6 separate regions of the Mus musculus genome follow, and regions 1, 3, 4, 5 and 6 are each linked to region 2. Evidence: chromatin contacts called from public Hi-C and HiChIP or PLAC-seq data. All regions are on one chromosome and are shown on one strand. Each heading gives the region's core, a stretch centred on a gene start, on an enhancer-like site or on the middle of the called end of the contact. The rest is flanking DNA. Distances are from core to core; before and after follow the strand shown. Region 1 has its middle 3.1 kb from the start of Gm31693. Region 2 overlaps Gm31813 (a long non-coding RNA gene). Region 3 overlaps Tbl1xr1 (transducin (beta)-like 1X-linked receptor 1). Region 4 overlaps Tbl1xr1 (transducin (beta)-like 1X-linked receptor 1). Region 5 has its middle 24 kb from the start of Gm31693. Region 6 overlaps 7530428D23Rik (RIKEN cDNA 7530428D23 gene).

Region 1 (4,026 bases), core at 821-3,320, 240 kb before region 2:
GAATTTTTGATCTTCACCATTCTAACTGGTGTGAGGTAGAATCTCAGGGTTGTTTTGATTTGCATTTCCCTGATGATTAAGGATATTGAACATTTTTTTTCAGGTGCTTCTCAGCCATTCAGCAGTTATTCATCAGAGAATTCTTTGTTTAGCTCTGTACCCCATTTTTAATAGGGTTATTTGATTTTCTGGAGTCCACCTTCTTGAGTTCTTTATATATATTAGATTTTAGTCCCCTATCTGATTTAGGATAGGTAAAGATCCTTTCCCAATCTGTTGGTGGCCTTTTTGCCTTATTGATGGTGTCTTTTGCCTTGCAGAAGCTTTGCAATTTTCTGAGGTCCTATTTGTTGATTCTCAATCTTACAGCACAAACCATTGCTGTTCTGTTCAGGAATTTTTCCCCTGTGCCCATATCTCCGAGGCTTTTCCCTACTTTCTGCTCTATAACTTTCAGTCTCTGGTTTTATGTGGAGTTCCTTGATCCACTTAGACTTGACCTTTGTACAAGGAGATAAGAATGAATCATTTCACATTCTTTTACAAGCTAACTGCCAGTTGTTCCAGTACCATTTGTTGAAAATGCTCTCTTTTTTTCCACTGGATGGTTTTAGCTCCCTTGTCAAAGATCAAGTGACCATGGGTGTGTGGGTTCATTTCTGGGTCTTCAATTCTATTTCATTGATCTACCTGTCTGTTACTGTACCAGTACCATGCAGTTTTTTTTTATCACAATTGCTCTGTAGTACAGCTTAAGGTCAGGCATGGTGATTTCCCCAGAGGTTCTTTTAGGGTTAGGGTTAGGGTTAGGGTTAGGGTTAGGGTTAGGGTTAGGGTTAGGGTTAGGGTTAGGGTTAGGGTTAGGGTTAGGGTTAGGTTCTTTTATAGTTGAGAATAGTTTTTGCTATCCTAGGTTTTTTATTATTCCAGATGAATTTGCAAATTGCCCTTTCTAACTCAGTGAAGAATTGAGCTGGAATTTTGATGGGGATTGCATTGAATCTGTAGATTGCTTTTGGCAAGATAGCCATTTTTACTATATTGATCCTGCCAATCCATGAGCATGGGAGATTTTTCCATCTTCTGAGATCTTCTTCAATTTCTTTCTTCAGAGACTTGAAGTTCTTACAATACAGATCTTTTACTTCCTTAGTTAGAGTCACACCAAGGTATTTTATATTATTTGTGACTACCGTGAAGGGTGTTGTTTCCCTAGTTTCTTTCTCAGCCTGTTTATCCTTTCTGTAGAGAAAGGCCATTGATTTGTTTGAGTTAATTTTATATCCTGCTACTTCACTGAAGCTGTTTATAAGGTTTAGGAAAAACATGTAAAATTCTATTCAATTTCATGATATAAAGTTTCATAATACAGTGTTTCAAGGTATTTTGCCATCTGTACTAGACTTAATTCTTTGAGTGGATGACTGGATCAAGTGTCCCACTGTTTGTCTGTACTATAGCAAACATATACTTACAAAAATACCTGTGCTTGCCATAGCCTTCAAAGCCAGAAGCACTGCGCTCTTTCACTCTGAAAGAATCACACCATCTCATCAAATTCAATTCTCGGGAAGTCACAACTTTCTTATTCTAATCTGTATTTGAGTTGTTTAGAAAACATTAAAATTTAGATTCAGTTGGAGATGTTTTGGGATGGAACTTGGGGGGAAAAAACCCAATAAATGAGTCTTCAAGGACAGTGTGACACTGTCCACACACACGGACTTCAGACTTCTTATACCCTTCAGAAGGCTGGAAGGATATGTGGCTACTAAATTGGTTCACATAGATTACTGCAATTTTGTTAGTGAAGGAGGGAACATGCGTATCTGCTCAGCACTGGCCTCCCAGCTCTCAACCTTGATACTAATCATCAGGTAGGAGGCCACTAGCATAGTATATGGAAAGTCTTCTGCCTAGCCGGAAAGTCTACCCAGCACCCAGGGCATCTAGCCACAAGTCCATTAAAGATTTTAATAAAAGAAAGACATGCTTCCTCCTCTATGTGTTTTCTCAGGCTATCACCTGAGTCATCTGGGAAACTCCTTTCTCTGAGTTAGCTGGGGAGTTGCACAATTGTCTGCTTCCCTTCAGCTGCCCAAATATCTGGCTTTGCATGAGGGTGTGGTAATGGGGCAACTTCCAAGCAAAACACAAAGTATGAGCCCAAGCCTATAAAAGGGATCACATTTAAGCTGACCCTTAGCCATTTACATTGATACAACAGTACCTAAGGGACAGTTACTGAGAGCTAAGGATGGACTAGAGGAGACTTCTGAGGGCAATCAAAAGTTCAAGGTCACTCTTTGTTGTACATCAAGTTTGAGGATAAACCTGGGCTACATAACACTCTCTGTGTATAATAAATAATATATGTGTGTGGGGTGTGTGTGTGTGTGTGTGTGTGTGTGTGTGTGCTTCTCTGCAAGGGCACAGGGGTCAGCTTAGGATGTGCAAGTTGAGTTCTACTCCCACCAGCTCAGTAAATGAACACATAAATAATAGATTTGGAATCCAAATAGAATTGTATCACCCCACTTGAGAAGTTTACATTTAGCAGGGCTGCTATAGTGCATGGTGTTGAGGTGGATGGTGAGAGTCTAAGACACCTGGTATCTCTGACTGTGAGGAATTAGTCAGACAGAGCCCAGCTTGCAGGTGGCTGGGTTTTAATGATTTATTGAATCTCCCTTGAGGTCAGCAGCTTATGACTTGCCATTTTTAAAATGTACTGTAACAAATGGATGAACATTTAGTTCACAGGAACTGAGTCTTCTTCCAAATGCATTTTTAAGAGGAAAAAAATCAACAGAAAAGCTTGGGTCTGTGAAGCCCTCATGTCACATGATCTCACTTGCTCCAGTCTAGATAAGCAGCTACCAGAATGATTGGGGGAATAGTTTTCAGAGAGGCGGGGACTGCCCTGTCAGACCACATTGTTATCAGCTAGCAACATTATTCCAATTGTATAATTTTACCTCTGGGACCATTATTCACTTTAAGATGACTAGAAACTCAGTTAGCCTTCTCAGTCACCTCACCCAGGAGACTTCAAACACATTTCCCCCTATTTGAAAATATCTATGTAGCATTTATGCTGTAGTTGGAATCACAGGTAGAAAATATGAGAGTTAACAGACAGCTGAGAACAGGTTCCAGAAGCCAACCTCTCTGCCCCAACCCCTGCCTATGGACCATATTCTCTCAATCTGGGGGTATACTAGTTACTTCTCTCACTTGAGAGAAGTATGACCTCTCATTTCATGTGGAAAAGTAAAGTACCACCCTAGATATAAATAATCCTAGCAGCTGGAGAGATGGCCCACTGGCTAAGAGCACTGGATGCTCTTGCAGAAGACCCAGGTTTAACTCCTAGAACCCACATACCAGTTCATGACTGTCTATAACTCCAGCTTTGGGAAACCCAACTGCCTCTTCTGACCCCTACCCACAGCAGGTGTGCATATGGTACACAGACAGACACACACACACACAAGCAAACCACCCATATATTTGTAACTTGAAAACAAATAACAAAGATATAAATAAAGAGAGGGAGAGAGAGAAAGGATGGAAGGAAGGAAGTGTTGTGTCTGGCCAGCATATCACAACATGGGTTCTAGCCTGGAAAGGCATTTTGGAAACCTGGAAGAGAAGAGGGGCTAGGCGGCGAGATAAAGAAATGCAGCTAAGACAGGCATTCTGATCAAAGCTCAATTTTACTGTTCCGCATGCAGTTATGAAGGGAGGGGGAGGGGACCCGATTCCCGCCAAATAATTTCAGGGTCCAGTAGCAGGGTGAGCACGTGTGTGGCTCCAAACAGCAAAAAACGGCAAGGTCCAGCAGTGGGCGTGGCAGAACGAATGAGCAGGAAGCTCCACCTCTGAGCAAGCAGGTTTCAGGCTGGGGGAGGAGAGACTACAAGGAAGGAAGGAAGGAAGGAAGGAAGGAAGGAAGGAAGGAAGGAAGGAAGGAAGGAGGGAAGGAAGGAAGGAAGGAAGGAAGGAAGGAAGGAAGGAAGGAAG
Region 2 (3,980 bases), core at 712-3,211:
GGAGAGGGCTCGGTCAGTATAGCACTTGCCTCACAAGTGTGAGGACCTGAGCTTGATTCCCTAGAACCTACACAGAAAGTCAGGCATTACCATGAAACCTGCAGGATGGCAAAATGGGAGGTAGGAGCAGGCAGGTGGGCGGACCCTCTGGCCATCTAACCTGGCCTACTTCAGGGAGCAGACCAGAAGCTAGAGGTAGGACGCAAGTGCCTTTGCTGCATTTGCTGAAGACCAGAGATGAGTCCCTAGTACCTATATCTGGGAGCTTTCAACCACTGAAAACTCCAGCTTCAGTCGATCAAACATCTTCTCCTGACCACAATAGACCCTTGCACATACATACATACATACATACATACATACATACATACATACATACATAGAAACACCCATACACAAAAACAACAAAAAACCTGAGAAACCCCCATCTCAAGCAAAAACTGGGGATCACCTGGTGAAGAAGGACACTTGAGGTTGCCCTGTGACCTTCACATGTTGGGCCTTCAGACACATACACAGGAATATTGTTTGTATGACAGCAACTTTCACAGCAAATTTTAACTTTAAAAAGAAAAAAAATCTTGCTTTCGGCTGGCTAGAGGTTTCAACTAGGCCCCAAAATGAGGGTTCATTTTCTTCCTGACCCCATAAGTTCCACTTTTCTGCACGTCTCACCATTTCAGACACTTCTAGGGAGGGCTATCAGGGGGCCATCTTGGAGATTTTTTTGCCCTGACTCCTAGCTTTGTGCATCCCAGCTGTGGCTGGATTTGAGAAATGGCAGCTTCAGATTGCTCTCTGTCAAAGCATTTAGGGGGAAGTTGCCCTAAGGTTCTGAAAGGACTGGCTGCAGGAAGAGAAACCCTTACTAGTGAGAGGCTGTCTGCTCTGCTTCCTCCAGGGGAAACTTAAGGACTTTAGATCAGGCAGCTCCCTGCCGGGAGCAAGGGGGGGCGGGGGGGGGGGGGTGAGATCAGGCGAAGGAGGGCCAGCCCTTCCCCTTGTCATTCTCCAAATTAGGGCTGGCTGCCATTATTTTTTTTCCAATTAAAAATACTGAAGAGAACTTAAAGGAGACCAGTCCTGTGTCTGTAAATAAATAGCCTGTTTGGCTATTCAGAAAAGGCACCATGTTGCGTGAGTTATTGGATGTATTGTCTTTAATATGTGAATGTGTTCTCTAAAACAAAGTGGCAGCCATCTATACAATTAATTAGTATCAAAGCTCCTTTCATGTACCCTTCACAGCAAGGGGGAGAGAAGTAAACTACTTAAACGAATAAACTTTTAAAAAGAAAGAAAGAAACCTAAATAAATAAATAAACCCCTCACTCTAGGCAAAGTAACCCCCGGAACTTATGATAAAGAGATCTTAATTAACCCCAAATCCATCTACTCTTCTCTGCTCCAGAACCGAAACAGAATGCTAAGGCAATTTACTCGGAGAGCAGTTTTGCACCATAAATCTGGGCCATGTTTTTCTGTGCGTTTGCCCTGCAGTAAGCTTAAAGAGAAACTCAACCACCAAACAGCCTTGGAGGCAAAGCAAAGCCCTAATCACCCGCAATGGTGATTGCATAACACCCGCCTCCCAACCCCCACTCCTAAGCATCAAGAGGCAGGCTTTGGCTTCTGGTTAGAGCACATGCCTTTCTTTTTTTTGCCTGTGTGAGAATCATTGAAAATGCTCTTTAAGGACCAAAAGTCAGGGCACGTGTGTTTTCAGAAGAAATGGAGGTCACTTGAGGGTGACTTCTGAGTACATCCCCCAAGCCAAAATGAATCTGTATCGATATCTAAAGTGCATCTGCTTTTAGAGCAGAAGCCACCATCTGTTCCTAATTGGTGCCCTGGAGGTACTCCCTGTGGAAAAAAAGGGCCTGGCCGCAGCAGCCGCGCCTCCCCGGGGCTGCAGACTCCGCTCGGGGCCTTGCTGGTGCAATCGAGTGCTCCTCTCTTAGATAATGCCAGGTATTCTGGAAAGTAGCCGTGTAATAATACACAAACCCCTGATGATGTCAGCGTGTTATTGACTTTCCAAGTCTGAATGACTGAGCAGAGGAGAGGGGGGGTGGGGCGCCATCCATCCGGCGGCGCAGAGACCAGCCGAGCGAAAATGGGCTCACAGTCCAGCGGGGGAGGGGAGGCGCGGCGGCTGCCTGGCCAGGCTGGATGGATCTCAGCCGCATCAGGATCGCCTTCACCGAGTCAAGAGGGGGCCTGGGCTAGGGAGAGGGGGGTTTCAATGTTATGTTTAGCCAAATATTCCTCTGGCCGATATAACTGCTACCACCACCTACCTCCAAGCGCACACCACGTGGCAGAGCAGATTACAAAGCTAGCAGCAGTCACCAAGGTAGGGGAGGTTGGAAAGGCCTTGCCCCATCCCGCCCCCTACACTCCAACACGCACAAGATACTGTCCTCAATATCTGGAAAGCTCCAGGTCCCTTTTTCCTGTAGAGTTCTCTCTTCAGAGAGCCTCTACGAAACTGCTCCTCAGCTCTGGTGACATTTTGTGGGTCATGTTTTACATGTTTCCTTACAGGTACACAGTGTGGGCTCCTGTTCCCACCTTGCAAACTGACCATCGGGTACTCGGACCATGTTCAAGGCTAGGTTAACAATATTTGCATTGAAAGACCCAGAACCTCCCCTCCCCCGACTTTTGCTACCAACTAGGGTGGGGCCTGTGCCACCCAGCTGGTGTCTCCTTGTCTCTAGAGCCCTGGCTTTTCTTTTAGCACTCTCGCACATCCAGCATACCCAGCTTGGATCCTGGCTGTCCCCTGTCCCAGACCAGAAATCGGCTTCCCCTGCCCCAGGTGTGTGCAAAGGCCACAAGAGTCTTCGCTCTGGAAGGGGAGGGCGGGGCCTGTGCAGAAAGGAAAGCAAACTCGTGCTTTGGAGACAGGGGGTCTATTCAAGGCTTCTGAGCTTGGGCTCAGGGCTCAACCTGTTTGGTGGCCACATCAGTGAAGTTGGGACAGCCACTGTCCTCTCAGCAACTGGGGAGTCATACATCTAGACTTTGCAAAGGTCTCTCTGTCTCCCTTTTTTAAAATGGGCCACTCTTTCTTGGGAACATTGCACTTGTCGGGTCAGAGCCCCTGTCCCTGTTTCTGAAAACAGTGTACAGACCCTTGGATTCCTAAATTCCACCCCCTTCTGATGCTCCAAATCCACGAGGATCCCAAAAGAATCACTTAGTGCAGGGGGTGGAGACCACACTGGGCCTAGTTCACCCCACTCTCCTACCTTGCCCTAAAGGATTAGCCTAGGATCCTAATGCTGACATATTTTAATCCAATCAGAAGCCTTCTTAGGGAACTAGAAACTGGAAGTGTAAAAGACAACTCCCTAGGCAGAAACTGAAAAAAATTAAAAAGTTCAATGTGACCCCATTTCCTGGCCTAATGCAGGAGAGACCAACCAGTATGAAGACAGAGATAGTCAGAGAAGGAAACAAGAACAAAGCCGAGAAGCCAGCAGGTTGTGGGTCACAATTGTGACCTTGCTATAGCCCTCCCTGCCTCATATTCCTTGTGGCAGCCTAGTTTGTTTGTTTGTTTGTTTTTAACACATGAATGTCTCCTTATTGTTTAACTTAATTTATATCTGAGTTATATCTACCCACAACCCTCAAAGCCAAACTGCATTTCTTAATCCACGTTGCCCAAGCTCTCAGAACTAGCTCTTCAGACCTCGTGTGAGCCCCACTGTTTTGAGCTGTGTTCCCAGAGTGTTTGTGCCTCAGCCTTAACTCCCACAACCAGATGCTCAGTAAATCTACTGCAGATTGCAGGGGCCCGGATTGAATGGCAGGAAAGTAGCCCGATAGCTGTTGGAAGCCCAGACTTCGGTAAATGTAAAGGAAGAGTGTTACATATTGCTTCGGACTTCCAGAAGCCCATCTGCCCTGCCCTAGTGGTAATTAGTGCTTATTGGAGTGAATAGAAAAAGAGAGATTATATCTCCCTC
Region 3 (3,711 bases), core at 1,179-3,678, 190 kb after region 2:
ATACATAAAAAGTCAGTAATAATGTTTAGGATCTGAATTGAATGTATGAGGAATGGAAGCAAGTGTGGTGCCTGAGGCCAGTGCTGTGCAGGTGAACGTGAGCGAGGTGGGACTCCAGCTCCAGGACATCCGCCATCTTCTGGATTCTGTGGGCACCTGCACTCACATTTGCTCATGCTTGTTAGTGTGCACAGACTGACTTAAAATTTACAACTGTCCATTTAAGTAATAATACATAAATATTAATTTCACAAGTTTTATTCTTATATTTGTTCCAAGATTTTCAATGTTTTAATAGGTTTATAAAAATCATGATGCTACCACTAATTAGGAACGATTGGTTTGATTATAATCTTGGTCATTTTTGTAGCACTATACTACCATCTGAAACAGCTCTAAACCATACTTTTCAAGCTCCTTAAATTGACTTTATAGAGTTTCATATGGCTATTTCTTCATTGTCTGGTCTTTGGAAGCCATCAAAAATAAAGTCAGAACAGGAAATTTCCTGTGCTTTTCTTTAGTTACTGGAGTATTCTGAATTTCATTTGCTTCTGAAATGTTGAAATGTGGATATTGTTTCATTATATTACCACAAAGTGTGGAAAACTAGCAATAACAGTAAAAGCTTTGTTTTTATACAGTAACATATGTCAAGCATCATGTTAGCAATTTAAACATGGAGAGATAAGGGCTGGTGAGATGGCTGAGCAGGTGAAGATGTGTGCAGCCAAGCCTACTGACCTGAGTGTGATCCCTGGGACCTACAAGGTGGAAAGAGAGAACTGACTCTCATGCTCCGATTCCATGCATGCACCATGTCATCACATACACACTCATACATGTCCACTCTATCTACCCGCCTGCCTGCCTGCCTGTCCGTAAACTGTAAATAATAGGCGAACATACACAGTAGTAAAAATGTAAAAAAAGCAAAAAACGAAACTATAAATAATAGGTAGGCCCTTTACTTTTTTCTTTTACAGTCTATAAAGGGCAGGCAGATAAGATATTACATTAAGCAGTCACCTACAGTTGTCACAGAGTGATTGTAACCCATGATATTACAAAGGAGATAATTTTAAACCGTCAGAACCTCTGAATCTTTTGCAATTTCTGTGATGTTGGCTATACTATGGAAGAATGGTTTTTGTTCTTATGGGAATTTGTGGAAACTACACCAATTGAAGCTCTGTATAGTACTTAGGCAGCAGCATGTTGAGACACAGCTCAGAGCAAAGAAGTGTTTGTGTTTTGAGACAGGGCTATAACCTGGCTAGCCTAGAAAATCGCTGGCTCCTGGTCATTCTGTGCCTTCTTTCCAAGTGCTGGGATTTAAAAAACACGCTACCATGCCTGCTTTCTAGTACTTTCTTTGTTTTAACTGGTGTGTGTGTGTGTGTGCGCGTGCACGCGCGCACACGTGGCATGTATGTATGTATATACATGGCCAGAGGATAACCTGGCATGTTAGCACTAAGGTGTCTGTTTTCTTTTTTTGTGGATAGGGTCATAACTGTGTGTCCTTGGCTGTTGGGGAACTCAGTGTGTAGTCAGACTGGCCTTACTTTTGCAGGGATCTAGCTAACTCCACCTCCTGAGTGGTCAGATTAAAGTTACCGGGCTCCATCCAGAGATAGTTAATGCATCATGTTTGTCAATGACAGATTCATTTTGAAAATAAATGGCCTGTTATTTTACACATGTGCATTTTTCAAGAGAACTGTAGTTGTACTTGTTAAGGTGAGGTTTGAACTACCCATTCTGGTATTCTTAGAATTTAATGTAGAGTACAGTTAGATCATTTTATTTTGTCTATTTCTCTACTAAGGCCTGTCAGGATTTTGTTGTTGTAGTTCTGCGATGCAGCCAAGGTTACATTACTGTGTCTTTGTATGTACGTGTGCTGAGCATGTGTTTCAGTGTTTGAGGTTGTGCTGGGAGTTCTAAGGCACGAGGCCACTGTGGACTTGAGTTCAGTGGCTGAGATGTAATCAGGAGATCGTGCTTGTCAGCATCCAGTGAAGCTTGAAGGAGTCGGAGGGTATTTCTAGCTGTGGACATCATGGAGGAGAGGCTCAAGGCATCTCTTGGAGTATCAGTAGTAACATGCCAGCTGAGCTAGACAGCACCGAGAGCCCTGGCAGTATTTAAGTTTTGTTGGGGCCGGCCTGCGGCTCTCATGTCTGGGTTTGAGCCTTGGAGGCAAACCTGGAGCTGAAAGAGAAGAGGGAACCTAGGTGGGTCGAGAAATAATGGAACCAAGACATGCTAGTCTGTTGAAGGTTCTCCAGTTTACTAAGAGAGTGTGCTTATAAGGGGGAAGGCCCATCCCCCGCCAGTCCTTTCTTGGTGTCTGGAGCCAGCCTGCAGGGGATGTGCAGGATAGCAGTTCCTCCAGAATGTCTCAGGGGCCTCTCAGCAGGTAGCAGTGCCTTGGTGAGAGCAGTGGCGGGTGACAGAACAATAGAGCCATCTAGGTCAGAAGGCTCCACCCTAGGGAATCTCCTTCTCAGTGGCAGCCAAGGTCAAAGTCTGGATCAGCCTGCTTCAGGGCAGAGGGAGGCTACAAAGTTTGTGGTTTTTTTCAAAACCCAAATTGTCATTTTTTAAAAATTAAATTTCTAAATGTATTACAAACAATTGACATCTTTCTTACAAGAGAAGCTTAAAAAGGAAAGAGCCTCGTGCTGACACTTAGATACAGGAGAGGGCAGGTTAGCCCCTTCCTAGGTTCAGGGACATTGCTGTGAGTAAAGCAGGAATTTCTTGTATGTTAGGGGGCAGCCCATTGCCATTTTCAGTTTTTATTTTTCATTTGATTCTGATTTATATGAAGCAGCTACTTGTTTGTTTGATAAATACAAACAAAACACGTTCATGTTATAGATGAAGGAGGTAGCAAGCACTGCCAGATTTCATCACCCTTTCTCTGGTTGATTGATCAGTCATTGGTCTTGAGGACCCAGGAACTAGGTAAGTCGATAATTCGAACATGTAGCTGAGCCTGATGTTAATATTTGGTGCGCAGGTGAAAGACGCATGATTTCTGCATAAGGAACAAATCCAGTAACAACTTTGTTGTCCCAGCGAGTCTGATTCTTTTGTGCTCGGCTCTATCAGGACAGGACTGAGATAGCCTCTGGCTGCTGTCACCAGAGGCTCTCACACTTGACTGTTGTTGGGCGGCTTTTCTCCACCTTCCATCTGAGACAGGTAGAAACACAGATGTGGTCAATAGGATGAGTTGTGTGTGAATATAGTCACCATATTGTGAGGTAGGGTTTCACACAGTGGTCCCAGGAGACACACACTGAATTTTGTCTTCTGTAGCCCCTTGGGAGAACTTCACAAGGTCTTCAGTGATTCTTACTGGTGGCCAGTAGGGTGAGTAGCATGTCATTGGCTGTATTTTCAGGTCCAGTATTTAGCTGGGGTCTCCTAAACTTTCACTTAGAGTAAGTAACTCATTCAGTGTAGTCTCTTGGGAATACTGCCTGGAGGAACCCTAGATTGGTAATGGATCATACTCTCTTTGATCAGGTTATGAATAATCTTAGTCTATACCTCTTTCATACTACACTGGGTTAGGATCTGGCTTTAGGCTCGACCTGGGATCTTCACACTGAAGGGTTCAGTGGCTAATAACAAAATCTGGCTGTCTAGCTATATACTGCTGGGCAGGGGATTGATGAACCTGAACTTCTACCC
Region 4 (3,880 bases), core at 936-3,435, 150 kb after region 2:
AGAAGGCCTGAGTGCTGCACTAATATGTGGGTACAGATATATTTATCTAGAGCTGGTTTAATATTGTGCCCATTTAGCAATGTAATAGTATTCTCACCCCTGGGGTTTAGAACTCTGGAGCCGTGAGTTCTTGGCTAAACCTAGAATGCCAGATAGAAGTTTCTTCCTGTGGAACTGGCCCTGAAACCAATTAAAGGAAGAAAAGGAAAGGAAAAAAAAAAGCCACTGGCTATCCTTGTAACATAATGTGTCACTATTGGACCTATAGGCACATCTTAACTGGGTTAGTTATTATTATAACCCATGGTGTTCACAGGGATATAAGTCTGTTGAGGAGGTTTCTTCTCCAGCAGCCTAGATGCATTACTATGAAAGTGAGCAAGCAGGAAGAAGGCCTCCTAGTCACCAGCTCCATTTCTCCATGTCTGATGACCATTCTTTTTAAACCTATAAATTGATTATACTATTTGGCAGTATTTTATTATTCAGTGAACTTGGGAACTGTGGATTTGAGGTAATATAGAGATATAATTTTCTATGTTTATGAGTTTAGAATCAGTATTCAGAATAGGAAGAAAATTGATTTTCTGGATGATAGAACACAGACAAACCAATTATGGTCATATTTATTGTTCCACGCCATTGACTTTCTTATGTAGCCCAGGATAGTCCTGAGCGGATCCTCTTCCCTCCTCAGCCTCCTGAGTGCTGGCATCATAGGGGAGTCATTGTGCCTGGCTTTCTCTGAAAGCCTTGTTTTGGGTCTGTGAGCCATCACTTGTTTCTAGACCAGATAGATGTCTGCAGACATGTCGTTGATTTAATTGTTTATTTGTAACCAGGTAGGGCCTTCCTGAGGACGCCTGTCTTACAAGTGTTTCCCTTGGAGCCCCTGATCAAGTTCAAACTGCAGACTCTGCTCATACTGAATTGGTGAGGCTTTCTAAATGAAGTGAGTATTTCTGGTCCTTCCAGAACCTTGTCTCTTTGAAGGTCATATAGGCCCAGAAAAGAGGTTGGTCTAGCACTTCCTTGCTCCTCTGACTCATGGTGTTCAAAGTATAAGATTATCAGGTTCTGCTTGGGTGTCCTGTTTTGAAGGTAGGGCCACCTATGGAATCTTTTTTTTTGGGGTGTGGGATGGGAGGTTGGAACAGCTCAGATATGCTGTTAAAACCAGGAATATTCCCAAAACCAGGGTAAAGAAGACTTGGATCTGAGGTTACTAGTTATAGCTGATTGAATCATTGTCTGGTCTTCTGTGTTGGTTCTTGACTCCCTGTTCTTTGTAATCTGGATCCTCACTAAACCATTTCTCTTTGGTTCTGGTCTTATGTGAGCTCTTGGTCCACCATATACCTCAGGTGGTCTTTCCTTTCACTGCGGTGCACGTGTAAGGCTTTGAGGCTATGCAGTGCACAAGTCATGCATTCTGTCTCCTGCTGACTTTTGAAGTCACTTGCTGTGTCATGGAAGGAACTTCACTTTCATTTTGGGTCTGTGTTGAATGTTGACTGATGGCAGAGCTCTTTCATTTCATGGTTCTGAGTGGAAACAAAACAGATGGAAGAGGAAAGAGAGGGTTAGAGTTGGGAGAAAGAAATAGAAGTGGCTCTCACGCTTGTGAGCTGGACATGACCTTAGCTACTGATGCATACTTCCTAGATAATCCAAAACTACTGGAGATGTGTGGAGTAGAGGGATGTGTAGAAGTTAACTGAGCTGTCAAGATCTGGTGTTTTCAAATAATCGTCAGAAAGGAATGTTTTGATTATTTCTTCAGAACCAGATCTGCATTTGAGAAACAGGGTTTCTAGTTTACAAATGAACTAAAGTGATTGCCACAGTACTTCACTGATATTTTCAAAGAATTAAAAATTCACCAGTAAATTTTAATTAGGAAGGAAATTGCACTGAGAAGTGTGTTCTGGCACTTTGCCCTGGTGTTGCTCTGTGTGGCAGTCAGGAGGAATTTGTTCCTTTGGGCTCTTCCTCTTGTAGCCTCCTGTCCCTTTGGGTGTGTAACTTGACCCCTGAGGCTGCACTCTGCTTGCTTGTGGATGTGTTTTTGAACTTGTTAATTCTCAATCTCTTTGCTTTTTGGGTCAGCTCTTGTGCAGCACAGGCTGGCGAGCTTCATGGCTCCTTTATCTTTTTTGTGTTTGTCAAATGACTCAGACTTCTGGATGGGTACCCTGGTAGGTTGCTCCCTTTGTTTTGACAAAGTGGCATAGATGATTTCTACAAGTTGAGAAGTGCGGTGTTCCCCCCCCCCCCCAAGTAGTTTACTATTAACTTTAAGCAAACATGACGTCGGCCAGTGAGGTAAGGTCGCTTTCCTCCAAGACTCATAGTCTGAGTCCATAAGAATGCCATGTTGGAATGAGAGAAAGGACTTGGTGAAGCTGTCCTCTGACCTGCACTTGTGCACAGTGGCACTCTGCCCACATGCACGTAGGACATGACACCTGTGTACATGGTGTTACGTACTGGCTGTGGTTTGAAGCTGCCTGAGGAGGGCTCAAGTGTCAGTGTGGATAGTGGAATGAAAGCTGCTGAGTTCAGGAATAAAGGAAAGTTTGGAATCATTTAATTTACTGACTTCCATTCCTTGCAAAATACCACATATATCTCATGGGTTTAAGTAGCGTGGAAATTTGAGGACAAGCTCAAAAGAATGGCTCAGGGTGTGGAAAACAGGGAAGTTGAGTGGCTGTAACAAGACAGCTGCTCTGGCTTCTGCACCCTGTCCTCCTGGTTCTTGTTTTGCCTGAGCAGCAACAGTAGAGCTCATGAACCGGAGCAGCTCAGGAGGCTACTGAGTTCTTGCTTACTCTTCAGGGATGTTTGGCCGACCAGCTTTTCAGTGTCTCCCCTTTCACCCCATTTTGCCTTTTTAGGAGAGTGCCCCACACTATAGTCCTGCTGGCCTGGAAAACGATATGAAGACTAGTTTGCCCTCACACTTGCATTTATGCCCCTGCCTCAGCTTCTGCCTCCCTTGTATTGGGAGTACTCTAAGGGCTCCAGGCTTTTTGTCTTTTACTGCATTGGTACCCCTGGGATTGGATTCTGCTCAAGTCTTGTTCAGCAGTCTCAAACAGTCTGGTTTTTGTTTTTCTACCTGAAATTAAACATTTTTCTCATGAGAAGTTAGCCACTAAAATTTTTATTAGTGTCTTAATTTGGATCATTGATTTTGGTAATGTTTGTTTTAAAGTTGTGTAAGGTTCCATATTCGCTAAAGAATGATACCCTGGACTCAAATAGTATGTAAACACAGAGTGTTTTATTTTGTAGAAGTCCAACATGCTGGGGTTTCCCAATACCGGAACCTTGCAGGTCTGGTTTAAAGCACATTAGTAACTTCCAGGGTCAGTGACCCTTATGGTAATCTGTTGGCTGGAAACTTCTTAGGAGATGTCTGGAAACCGCTGCTGTCCTTGCCTCAGGCCAGGTGACAGACCTGGAGTTGCCCAGATCTTGGAAACAGATTCAGGTCTAGTCTCTTTTTAGGTAAGTACACTGTAGCTGACTTCAGACATGACAGAAGAGGGAGTCAGATCTCATTACTGGTGGTTGTGAGCCATCATGTGTTTCTGGGATTTGAACTCAGGACCTATGGAAGAGCAGTCAGTACCTGCTGAGCCATCTCCCCAGCCCCAGGCCTAGCCTCCGTAACTGCCAATTTGAAGTCTGTCATGGAATCAGCCTCCTCGGTTTTTATGGGTTTTGAATGTCCCATTTTTCTGTTTTAAATTCCTGTTATCTTCAGCATTTGACTTTGCATAGATTGAAGTTTTCCACCAATCTGAGTTGCGTTGAGAATCTGTAGCAGAAACACCTTCATGTGCTGACATCTGTTGCCTTCCCTTTCTCT
Region 5 (3,936 bases), core at 523-3,022, 210 kb before region 2:
ATTGCTTCCAAAGGGTTATTTCTGAAGGTATAAGGAGTGTTTGCAAAAGGCAGTCAATTCCTTGACATCAAAAAGTTATTAAATCTGCTGCCATACAAAATGACTCTATGAAACCAGTAACTGTAGAATGCTAGTATGTCTTGTGTAGTTTCATCTAATGTCCGTTGATAATTACTGCAAGCCTGGCCATAATAGTGATTTTTTTATTTAATATATTTTTATCAGAGGATAGGGGAGAATGGTTCAAGGGGTAAACTTACTTGCTAATATAAACATTAGAACCTGAGTTTAGATCCCCAACACACATTAAAAATCACTTGTAACCCCTGGCCCTGGTGGGAAGTTAGGGGTGGGGAGGAAGAAAGATCCTTAGGGCTTGCTGGCAACCAGCCTAGCTGAAAAACAGTAAGCTTAGAGAGAGATTTCTTCTCAGGGGAATATGGTCATAGAGGAGTACTTTAGACTCTTGCATGTGGACACATTCATCTATATACCCAAACAGACACACAAGAACACACAGCAAACACCAAAATACATTGTTTCAATTATTATAACTTCTGGTGTTCTACAGAAAATTCACTACCATCTATTAATAGAAACAAAATAATACTATTTTTCCCTTTTGAAGACACAGGTGCTCTGAAGAAATACCCTATTTTACAGCTTCCTTCTTCAGTCTTCTGACTTGTGAGGCAGGAGGGGTGACCTTGGGCTGCACTTGGCAGAGGTTGTATCTGACTGCCCAGCAGATGCAGTGAGTGATGTCTCAAGATGAGAAGTCCTTATTTGTAAATAGAAAGAGCAATGAACTCAAGCATCCAGCTCTGAACATCTACAGGCAACAAAAGCTGGGACCCAGAAGCCAAACAGGAACATTCTACAAGATGAAAAGAAACCATGGAACAGAAAGGAAAGCCTCACTTAATTCAGATCAACCTTAGACCATCAAAGAGCCATGTTGCAGCATTAATTTACGTGACTAAAGCATAATCATGGGCTTTTTCTTGTCTAGTTAGACTTTAAGTCCCTTGATACGAGGACCAATGTCTTTAATTAAGAATAACATTTTCTGAAAGAAAACCAGGAGGCCAGAGAAATACTTCTTAGAATGGTTCTTGCCGCCCAAGCCTGAGGACCTGAGTTCAGACCTTCATATATGAACCTGTATGAAGCATGGTCTGGTACCTCAGCTGTGACACAGTACAGACACAAGAGGATTGTTGGAGCTTGCAAACCTAACTTCAGCCTAACTCCAGGTTCAGTGAGAGACCCCCATCTCAAGACAATATGGCAGAAGGCAATAAAGTGGGCCACTGGACATCCTCCTCTGGCCTCCATGTGCTCATAGGTCCACATATGTGCAGATACAACAAATACCTTCACATAAAATTTGAAAAAGAAAGAGAAAAACAGGGCACAACTGTCAGCCTGCTGGATGAATGGCTTGACAACAGCATAAATATAAGATACATCAAAAGGAACCAGGTCTCACAGCTCCTGCCCTGAGTGTGTTTCTGTCTATTACAATTCTTTGCCATAAACGTTCCATCTGAGAGGTTTCTGGCCAGAGGCAATAACATTTGGGAAGAAGAATTCTACAAACATCTAAGAACATGTAATAGACATGTGACATGGAGATCCTGAAAGTTTGGCACCGGCTCCTTTATCTCACAGCTGCAGTTCTGAAAGGGAATCCTGCCTTCATACCCCAGGAGTCTCTATAGAATGGGTAAGCTGCTGTGTGATTAGTGACAGAATCTGAATTGATGGCCAAGTTCCCTGATGTTCCTGTTGGAACTCTCCCTCCCCAGCCTGCTGCCTACAGATTCCCTGCTGAGGACCAGTCTGGAGCATCTGGAGGTTAGCCATGAGGCAGCTATAGGGATGGCCTGAAGCCTTGCCATGATGTAGGAGTCACAATCCCAATTTGCCATTCTATTTTGTTAGGACCAAAGGAAAACAGTGGGCCCTGGCTTGGCCACTTGGGTACTTTTCCAGATGAGTTTAACCCAAACACAACAGACTTAAATAAAATCAGGTTTGACAAACTATGGAAACAGATACATTTTCTATTTTCCTGGGATGTGGTCTACTAATTAAAGAAACTATTACAACCACAGCTTTTTCTGCAGGTCACAGCCTGAGGAGGAGAAACCCTGAGATCTCATGCTTAGCCACCGTCTGGACACTGGATTCCATACTGAGCACTGTCTGTATATAAAGCCACTTTTAATTCCTGCCCTCCCCTACCTAAAGTGGATGCTGTGAGGACAAATGAGAAGAGTTAGTGCTATCTTCTTCCCCGTCCATCTGGCTCTCTCGTTTGTAAGGACCATAGTAGGTTCCAGGCCAGAACTGAAAAAAAAAAAAAAAAAAAAGACAGACTGGAGCCAGGCTGAGGCCCTATGAGACAGAGAGGCAAAGATCCAAATTTGAGCTTGGATATGAATGAAGCAGAATTTCACATGATGAGATCAAATCAATCCTATGAACTTGTGGTTCTATAAAATCTTTGGCCAATGATTATGTTATCATTAAATTCTAAAAAGTACAATACAAAAGAGACCATATTCCAATTTAGCCCTAACTTGTGTGGGCCAAGCTTCTTGTCCCTCCTTGAGTGTTTAAAGTACCAAAGGGGAATTCACTACCAACTGTTTCATTTGGGTTCACGGGAGGCATTATTTGCAATGCCCTCTGGCTGTGAAAGATCCAACAGGATGCTAAAGTAGTGCACCAGTCTGAGCACTACAGATCATCCAGTTATTAAGCTTTCAATAAACCAATATGACAATAGTACCACACATGCTCAATATTAAAGTTGATTTTTCTATAAAGCCACTGTCTTATTTAGAGAGAGAAATACTTAGAACATTAGATCTAGTCTTATTCCACCCTTCACTCCAACTCCTTCTCACACATGCTTTTAGTCTCGCTGATCCTGTACTAGTTCCCACAGAGACTTCCCAACCAGGGACACCCACAGAGAAACAAATAGAAGAAGCAGGACCTGGAACAATTCTACTCTTTGTCAGTGCCTTGCTCTTTCTGGTAAAGTTTGCATAATTTACCACTAGAATCCCAAGATTCTCACTTATTGTTTCTGCGGTGACTACTCATTTCACCACTAACTCTGCTCTCCCTTGTTGTGCAAATTAAAAAGCTGCAGCTCAGACTCTCTGGCCTGAAACTGGCAAATGCAGACCCGGGACATCAATGGATAGAACTCCATGGAAAACAATTGCTGCAGACAAGAGACGCCTACCTCTCTGGAGAGACAGAGTGTAATGTTCTGAGACTCTAGTAAAGCCACAACTGTGATCTACAGAGATCTACTTGCTAACAGTCTCAGTGATAATCCAATTAATAGGCTTTCAATAAACCAACACCATAGTAGCATCATTTCTTCTAATTCAAGATGATCTTTGTCCTTAAGAGAAAGGAACATGACATTAAGTGACATTTGTCTTAGAAATATCACCCAGTTCACAAATGTGCAGAGCAAAGTGTTCAAGAGAAAGAATGTAGGCTGTGTTAACTGCAGCTGTGCAATGGGGTGCGCCTGGAGGGCCCTGTAAGCATAAGACGAATGAATGACACAGGCAGCTACAGTGTCCACAATGCACTACTGCACTGAAAGCCATGCAGAGAAGCATGCGTGTTCTAGACCTCAGGACTGGGAAGTACACCGTATGTGAAAATAAAAGCAGTGCCCTGACATCTTTGCTGGGGAGGAGGATAAACATTGGTTTTCCTGTTTGTTGCTTAGTGTTGTTTATTTTGATTAGAGGGAAAGCAGGGGAGCCAAGAGAAGAAAGCAAGCACTCTCTGCACCCACGTGGGATGTCGCCCTCACATCACTTGGCTGCTCTGGATGCTGACTCGGAGCAAAGGCAGCAAGGCTCCATGATCAAGGCTTCCTCATGTGTCAAGCAT
Region 6 (4,016 bases), core at 49-2,548, 170 kb before region 2:
CCACTGTTTCTACTACTTACAACAAGTCTCAAAAATATGGGGGAAAAATATAAAGATTTCAGTTGGGAAACACAAATAGAAAACAAGCTTTAAATGTCCTGAAGGGTCTGTGGCTAGTCTTCAGTATAAGATTATGAAATGTGAAGTTATTGAGACAAAGACATGGCCTGAGTTTTACTTTAAGTAGGAAGTTAGTTGAAAGATAAGCTAGCTCATGGAGAGACGAGAACAGAGTTCAGATAAGGACAAGGGTCAAAGGAGGAAAGATGAAGTCAGAGGATTATAAATCACCCAGGCAAGAAGGAATGAAAGTTTAGACATTGAGAAGAGGGAAGAACACAGATATCCAAGAGTTATGACCAGAGGAGAAGCTTCACTGTCTCCTCTTACCCCACCTTTCCTACCTCACCTGCAGACAACAGAAAGTCCTTATAGGGACTCAGATACCCCTGATGTAAATACCAACTTGACAGAAGAATACACAGCTACTTAATCACACTAATACTTCATCTCTATGACTAAGCAGTAGGTAATCCCAGACAGCTGCCTAGAAGTTCCCAAACATGAATTTGTTTGGCAAGAAAGACCAAACATTCTGATTTGGGGTTGAGCTTTTGTTCTTTGGCTAAAGGCATTGTGGTCTGTCATACATAGCCAAGATCTCCATCTTCAAATTATCACCCAAGTAAATTTTTTGCAAGCCAATAGTGATTGTTTCCACTTTCAGCCCTAGCCAGAACTCAACTTACATAGAATCCAAGCCTGGGTATTGCTAATACTCCTTGCATTATGACCTGTGGGGTTAGTACTGTACCCCCATGTTTCAATGGTTAGGAAGGCCTTCACCATATTTAGCTTAAAGGAAAGAATCTCAACAAAATATGGCACATCAATTTTGTCGGTGATAATAGGACTATGACTGAGACCTGGGGCTAGAAGGAACCAAGCACTTAGAGCCTTCTTTCTGTGCTATTTTGGCCAAAGTAGGAAGTCTGGAAGATTTTGGTCTACTTATACTCAGGTCTCTTTTCTGTGGGTTCAGCATTAGTAATGCTCCACCTTATTCGAGGCAAGAAGGAGACTGCATAAGTTCTTCAAAGTTTCCTGCTCCTGAAAGCAAAAGCCATTTGTCTGCAGACCTAGGAGATGAGAATTTCTGGGTAAGAATTAGTGGCCATGTTGCTTTAATTATGATGCAAAATACATTGGCACTGGCACATCTGAGTATATCCCTGGCTCCAAACACAGTGGTTTTCAGGGTGGTGCCACGGCTGATGATGTTGCATCATAGCTGAGGCAGACTGGCAAGCTTCCACTCACCCTAGAGTCTCCACTCTCCGTGCCAACATGCTTCACCACCACCCCCCAGCCCACAAATATGCCACACAGGATCTTCCACAAACACACCATTTTCCCTTCAGGAAACAGTGTGGCTGTCCCATCCTCATTTCTTTTGGGACGTGCATTCTATTTTGCCCAGATTCTCTGAAAATCAGATGAGGCTTACCTCTAACCTAGCAGAACTTTGCCCAGACTTGCTGACCACAGGTGCCACTTCCTCAGCAAAAATACCTGCAGCCCAGCCATTTTTTGCTTTAGCTGAGTTACAGAATTCTTTAGAAGCTAACAGCACGACTATCAATCTGCCTTCCCAGAATTGCTTGGAATGTCTTCCTTTCTCAGTGGCTGCTAGGTACCTGTACAGGACCTAGGTGAGGGAAAGGCCATGGCCTGCCCATATCTAGGCTGCCTTTCTCCTTCCTGAACTCCACTTTTCCAGGAAGCCTCAGAGTAAACTAAGACACTGTGAATCTTTTGTCAGGACTCTGGTGTCCTTTGAAATAAATTAGTCTTAAATGGTATGTACCTCAAATTTAACTGATTAGTGACCCATGTTAGAATGAGATCAGAAAGGGATTTAAAAAAATATATTGTATCACTTTGACCATTTTCATTGCCTTTCTTTTAATCCATTTGTCCATTTAAGAATTTTTTTAAATTGTTCTTGTTAAATACAAAGGATAATGATAAGTTAAATAAAAACAAGATTATTGACCTATGAGAGTGTTTCATAGGAGACTACTTCTAAAAGATATCAGAACAATGTATATATCAAGGAGAAAGAAAGTGTACCACTTACTATTGAAATAGTGCTTTAACAATAAAAGAGACACTGGAAAGATGGCTCAACAATTAAAAGTGCATACTGTTCTTGCAGAGAACCTGAATTCAGTTCCTTGTACCAGTGCCAGGCAGCTCACAACATCCTATAACTCCAGCTGCAGAGGATCTGACACCTCTGGACTCTATAAGTACCTATATCCTCCCACCCACATGCAAACACACAGATACACTGTAAAACAGATAATGAAAATAAGTCTTTAAATGAATACATAAACTAAAAAGAAACCACCACGTGTATGTCCAATAATTCTCCCTTGTATTTTCTCTCCTTGGGAAAACTAAAACAAGAGATACCTCTACCTTAGAGACATGATTAGAAGAAAGAAAGAAAGAAAGAAAGAAAGAAAGAAAGAAAGAAAGAAAGAAAGAAAGAAAGAAAGAAAGAAAGAAAGAAAGAAAGAAAACTCTCACCTAAAAGGAAATGAATGATTATTATGGAGCTAGATATTAATTACTATTATCTGGGAATACGGATTTAGTTTGTCCTGAAAAGGCAAGCTCCACTATGATAGTGATACGTGGGATTTTTAAGTTAGGAAACAAAAAAGTCATATTTGAAGGCATTTATTGAAGGCATTGATAGGCAGGTTACAAAAAAAGCAGAGAAAACTTCTATATATTTCAGAATTATCTAATGACATTCTTAGATTCTGAGTTTATGGAAGCTAGTCTTCTGCTAACATTTTTCAAATATATTTTCAAGACTTTAATAGACAGAATGACACTAGATCAGACACAGGAGTGGATAAGGAATGGTTTTCAAAAGGACCTAAAATAGGCCAGGATAACTTGACCCTTACATTTTAATACTCTACAACCCAAAAGTTGGTCATTTAGCCTAGAATCATTTACACAGATAGACTCATCCTTCCTTTCTGTGTTGTTCATTCTTTCTTTCTTCCTTCCTTTCTTTCTTCCTTCCTTCCTTTCTTCCTTCCTTCCTTCCTTCCTTCCTTCCTTCCTTCCTTTCTTTCTTTCTTTCTTTCTTTCTTTCTTTCTTTCTTTCTTCCTTTCTTCCTTTCTTCCTTCCTTCCTTTCCTTCTTTCTCTCTCTTTCTTTCTTCCTTCCTTCTTTTCTCTTTCTCTCTTTCTTTCCTTCTTTCTCTCTTTCTCTCTTCTTTCTTTCTTCCTTTTCTGAGATCATCAGTTTGCACCTTGATACCACATTCCTAGCGCACCTGGTTCCACCTGATTACAGCTTACTCTGTGTATGTCTGTGGATTTGACTTCAACAATGATGAGAAAATTCATCCTCCTCCCACACACCACTGTCAACTGTAGGTTCATCTTTATCTTTACCACTCGTCAAATGGAAGAAAAACAATCACGAAATGTACACTTCCTGCCATGCTTGCTGGGCAGCACAGTAGTCAATCATCCACCTCACTTGCAATATGCACACACAGGGCATAAGTATTACTTTTTGAATGGGAGAGCCTGGTGCCTCTAAAGACAAATTCCTAGCCCAAAATTGAATGTGTGGACTACTACCTCCTCTGCCTACAGCAGTCCAACAAGCAAGTCAAAAACCACTGGAGTGCAGGAGGTTTGAGAGAGGGAGACACAGCCTCATCAAGACTGTAGGTAACAGAGGTGATATGGGGTCAACCCCATGCTGTCCCAGCTGTGAATTTTTTTCCTTAATTCACAAAACTGTCTTCTTTCAAACTTAGTTGAGGGTGCACATTAAAATAATATGCAGGCTGTTGGGTCACCTGGACAAGTTTAGAACAAACCAGGCCATATTCTGAAAGCAGAGCTGAGGACCTAGAAAGCACCATAAGAACCAAAGACCAGCATGCTATCCCCAAACTTCCCGTGTCTCCTCTGACA

The links. A called contact is a pair of places that touch in the nucleus more often than the background predicts. HiChIP or PLAC-seq counts read pairs in DNA pulled down with a chosen protein or histone mark.
Region 1: a contact with region 2 is called in a FOXA1 HiChIP or PLAC-seq map of pancreatic cancer cells. The contact joins two enhancer-like sites. A contact is called at or near these places in 2 of 15 datasets of contacts at CTCF or cohesin (large pre-B cells and pro-B cells), 6 of 484 Hi-C or Micro-C datasets (the C2C12 cell line, CD4 T cells, embryonic fibroblasts and 2 more), 8 of 115 datasets of contacts at active chromatin or transcription factors (CD8 T cells, acute myeloid leukemia, bone marrow-derived macrophages and 4 more) and 1 of 9 other capture datasets (embryonic stem cells).
Region 3: an H3K27ac HiChIP or PLAC-seq map of embryonic stem cells shows a contact between it and region 2, with 19 read pairs. The contact joins two enhancer-like sites. A contact is called at or near these places in 1 of 15 datasets of contacts at CTCF or cohesin (pro-B cells), 17 of 484 Hi-C or Micro-C datasets (B cells, the C10 cell line, CD8 T cells and 12 more), 24 of 115 datasets of contacts at active chromatin or transcription factors (the 230-238 cell line, the NIH/3T3 cell line, the SCID.adh cell line and 11 more) and 4 of 9 other capture datasets (adipose tissue, embryonic stem cells, liver and 1 more).
Region 4: a Hi-C map of nephron progenitors shows a contact between it and region 2, with 3 times the contacts expected there. The contact joins two enhancer-like sites. A contact is called at or near these places in 1 of 39 promoter capture datasets (neural stem cells), 2 of 15 datasets of contacts at CTCF or cohesin (CD8 T cells and the NIH/3T3 cell line), 49 of 484 Hi-C or Micro-C datasets (the AML12 cell line, B cells, the C2C12 cell line and 21 more) and 31 of 115 datasets of contacts at active chromatin or transcription factors (the 230-238 cell line, CD8 T cells, the HPC-7 cell line and 22 more).
Region 5: a Hi-C map of cerebellum shows a contact between it and region 2, with 2.9 times the contacts expected there. The contact joins two enhancer-like sites. A contact is called at or near these places in 2 of 15 datasets of contacts at CTCF or cohesin (the NIH/3T3 cell line and pro-B cells), 10 of 484 Hi-C or Micro-C datasets (the AML12 cell line, the C10 cell line, the HPC-7 cell line and 6 more), 7 of 115 datasets of contacts at active chromatin or transcription factors (CD8 T cells, bone marrow-derived macrophages, embryonic stem cells and 2 more) and 1 of 9 other capture datasets (embryonic stem cells).
Region 6: a contact with region 2 is called in a Hi-C map of embryonic fibroblasts, with 5 times the contacts expected there. The contact joins two enhancer-like sites. A contact is called at or near these places in 2 of 39 promoter capture datasets (the 3T3-L1 cell line and liver), 1 of 15 datasets of contacts at CTCF or cohesin (the NIH/3T3 cell line), 20 of 484 Hi-C or Micro-C datasets (the 3T3-L1 cell line, the C2C12 cell line, CD4 T cells and 12 more) and 1 of 115 datasets of contacts at active chromatin or transcription factors (CD8 T cells).

Annotation. Positions count from the first base shown.
Region 1 is chr3:21,697,656-21,701,681 of GRCm38.p6, forward strand. No RefSeq gene overlaps it. Among named protein-coding and RNA genes, the nearest start is that of Gm31693, 3.1 kb to the right of the region's middle. Within about 2 kb of position 2,071, at least 17 of the 459 cell types and tissues checked have an H3K27ac peak or open chromatin away from gene starts, as enhancers often do. A contact at or near this core is called in pancreatic cancer cells, where this site is marked.
Region 2 is chr3:21,934,075-21,938,054 of GRCm38.p6, forward strand. The region is part of intron 3 of Gm31813 (a long non-coding RNA gene); the gene reads right to left. Among named protein-coding and RNA genes, the nearest start is that of Gm31813, 28 kb to the right of the region's middle. Within about 2 kb of position 1,962, at least 417 of the 459 cell types and tissues checked have an H3K27ac peak or open chromatin away from gene starts, as enhancers often do. A contact at or near this core is called in the AML12 cell line, the C2C12 cell line, CD8 T cells and 26 more, where this site is marked.
Region 3 is chr3:22,119,528-22,123,238 of GRCm38.p6, forward strand. All of the region lies in intron 1 of Tbl1xr1 (transducin (beta)-like 1X-linked receptor 1), which reads left to right. Among named protein-coding and RNA genes, the nearest start is that of Tbl1xr1, 45 kb to the left of the region's middle. Within about 2 kb of position 2,429, at least 22 of the 459 cell types and tissues checked have an H3K27ac peak or open chromatin away from gene starts, as enhancers often do. A contact at or near this core is called in the SCID.adh cell line, embryonic stem cells, epiblast stem cells and 1 more, where this site is marked.
Region 4 is chr3:22,088,571-22,092,450 of GRCm38.p6, forward strand. All of the region lies in intron 1 of Tbl1xr1 (transducin (beta)-like 1X-linked receptor 1), which reads left to right. Among named protein-coding and RNA genes, the nearest start is that of Tbl1xr1, 14 kb to the left of the region's middle. Within about 2 kb of position 2,186, at least 133 of the 459 cell types and tissues checked have an H3K27ac peak or open chromatin away from gene starts, as enhancers often do. A contact at or near this core is called in the AML12 cell line, CD8 T cells, the HPC-7 cell line and 16 more, where this site is marked.
Region 5 is chr3:21,725,104-21,729,039 of GRCm38.p6, forward strand. No RefSeq gene overlaps it. Among named protein-coding and RNA genes, the nearest start is that of Gm31693, 24 kb to the left of the region's middle. Within about 2 kb of position 1,773, at least 7 of the 459 cell types and tissues checked have an H3K27ac peak or open chromatin away from gene starts, as enhancers often do. A contact at or near this core is called in cerebellar granule neurons and cerebellum, where this site is marked.
Region 6 is chr3:21,760,818-21,764,833 of GRCm38.p6, forward strand. The region is part of intron 1 of 7530428D23Rik (RIKEN cDNA 7530428D23 gene); the gene reads right to left. Among named protein-coding and RNA genes, the nearest start is that of 7530428D23Rik, 38 kb to the right of the region's middle. Within about 2 kb of position 1,299, at least 47 of the 459 cell types and tissues checked have an H3K27ac peak or open chromatin away from gene starts, as enhancers often do. A contact at or near this core is called in the C2C12 cell line, CD8 T cells, the HL-1 cell line and 4 more, where this site is marked.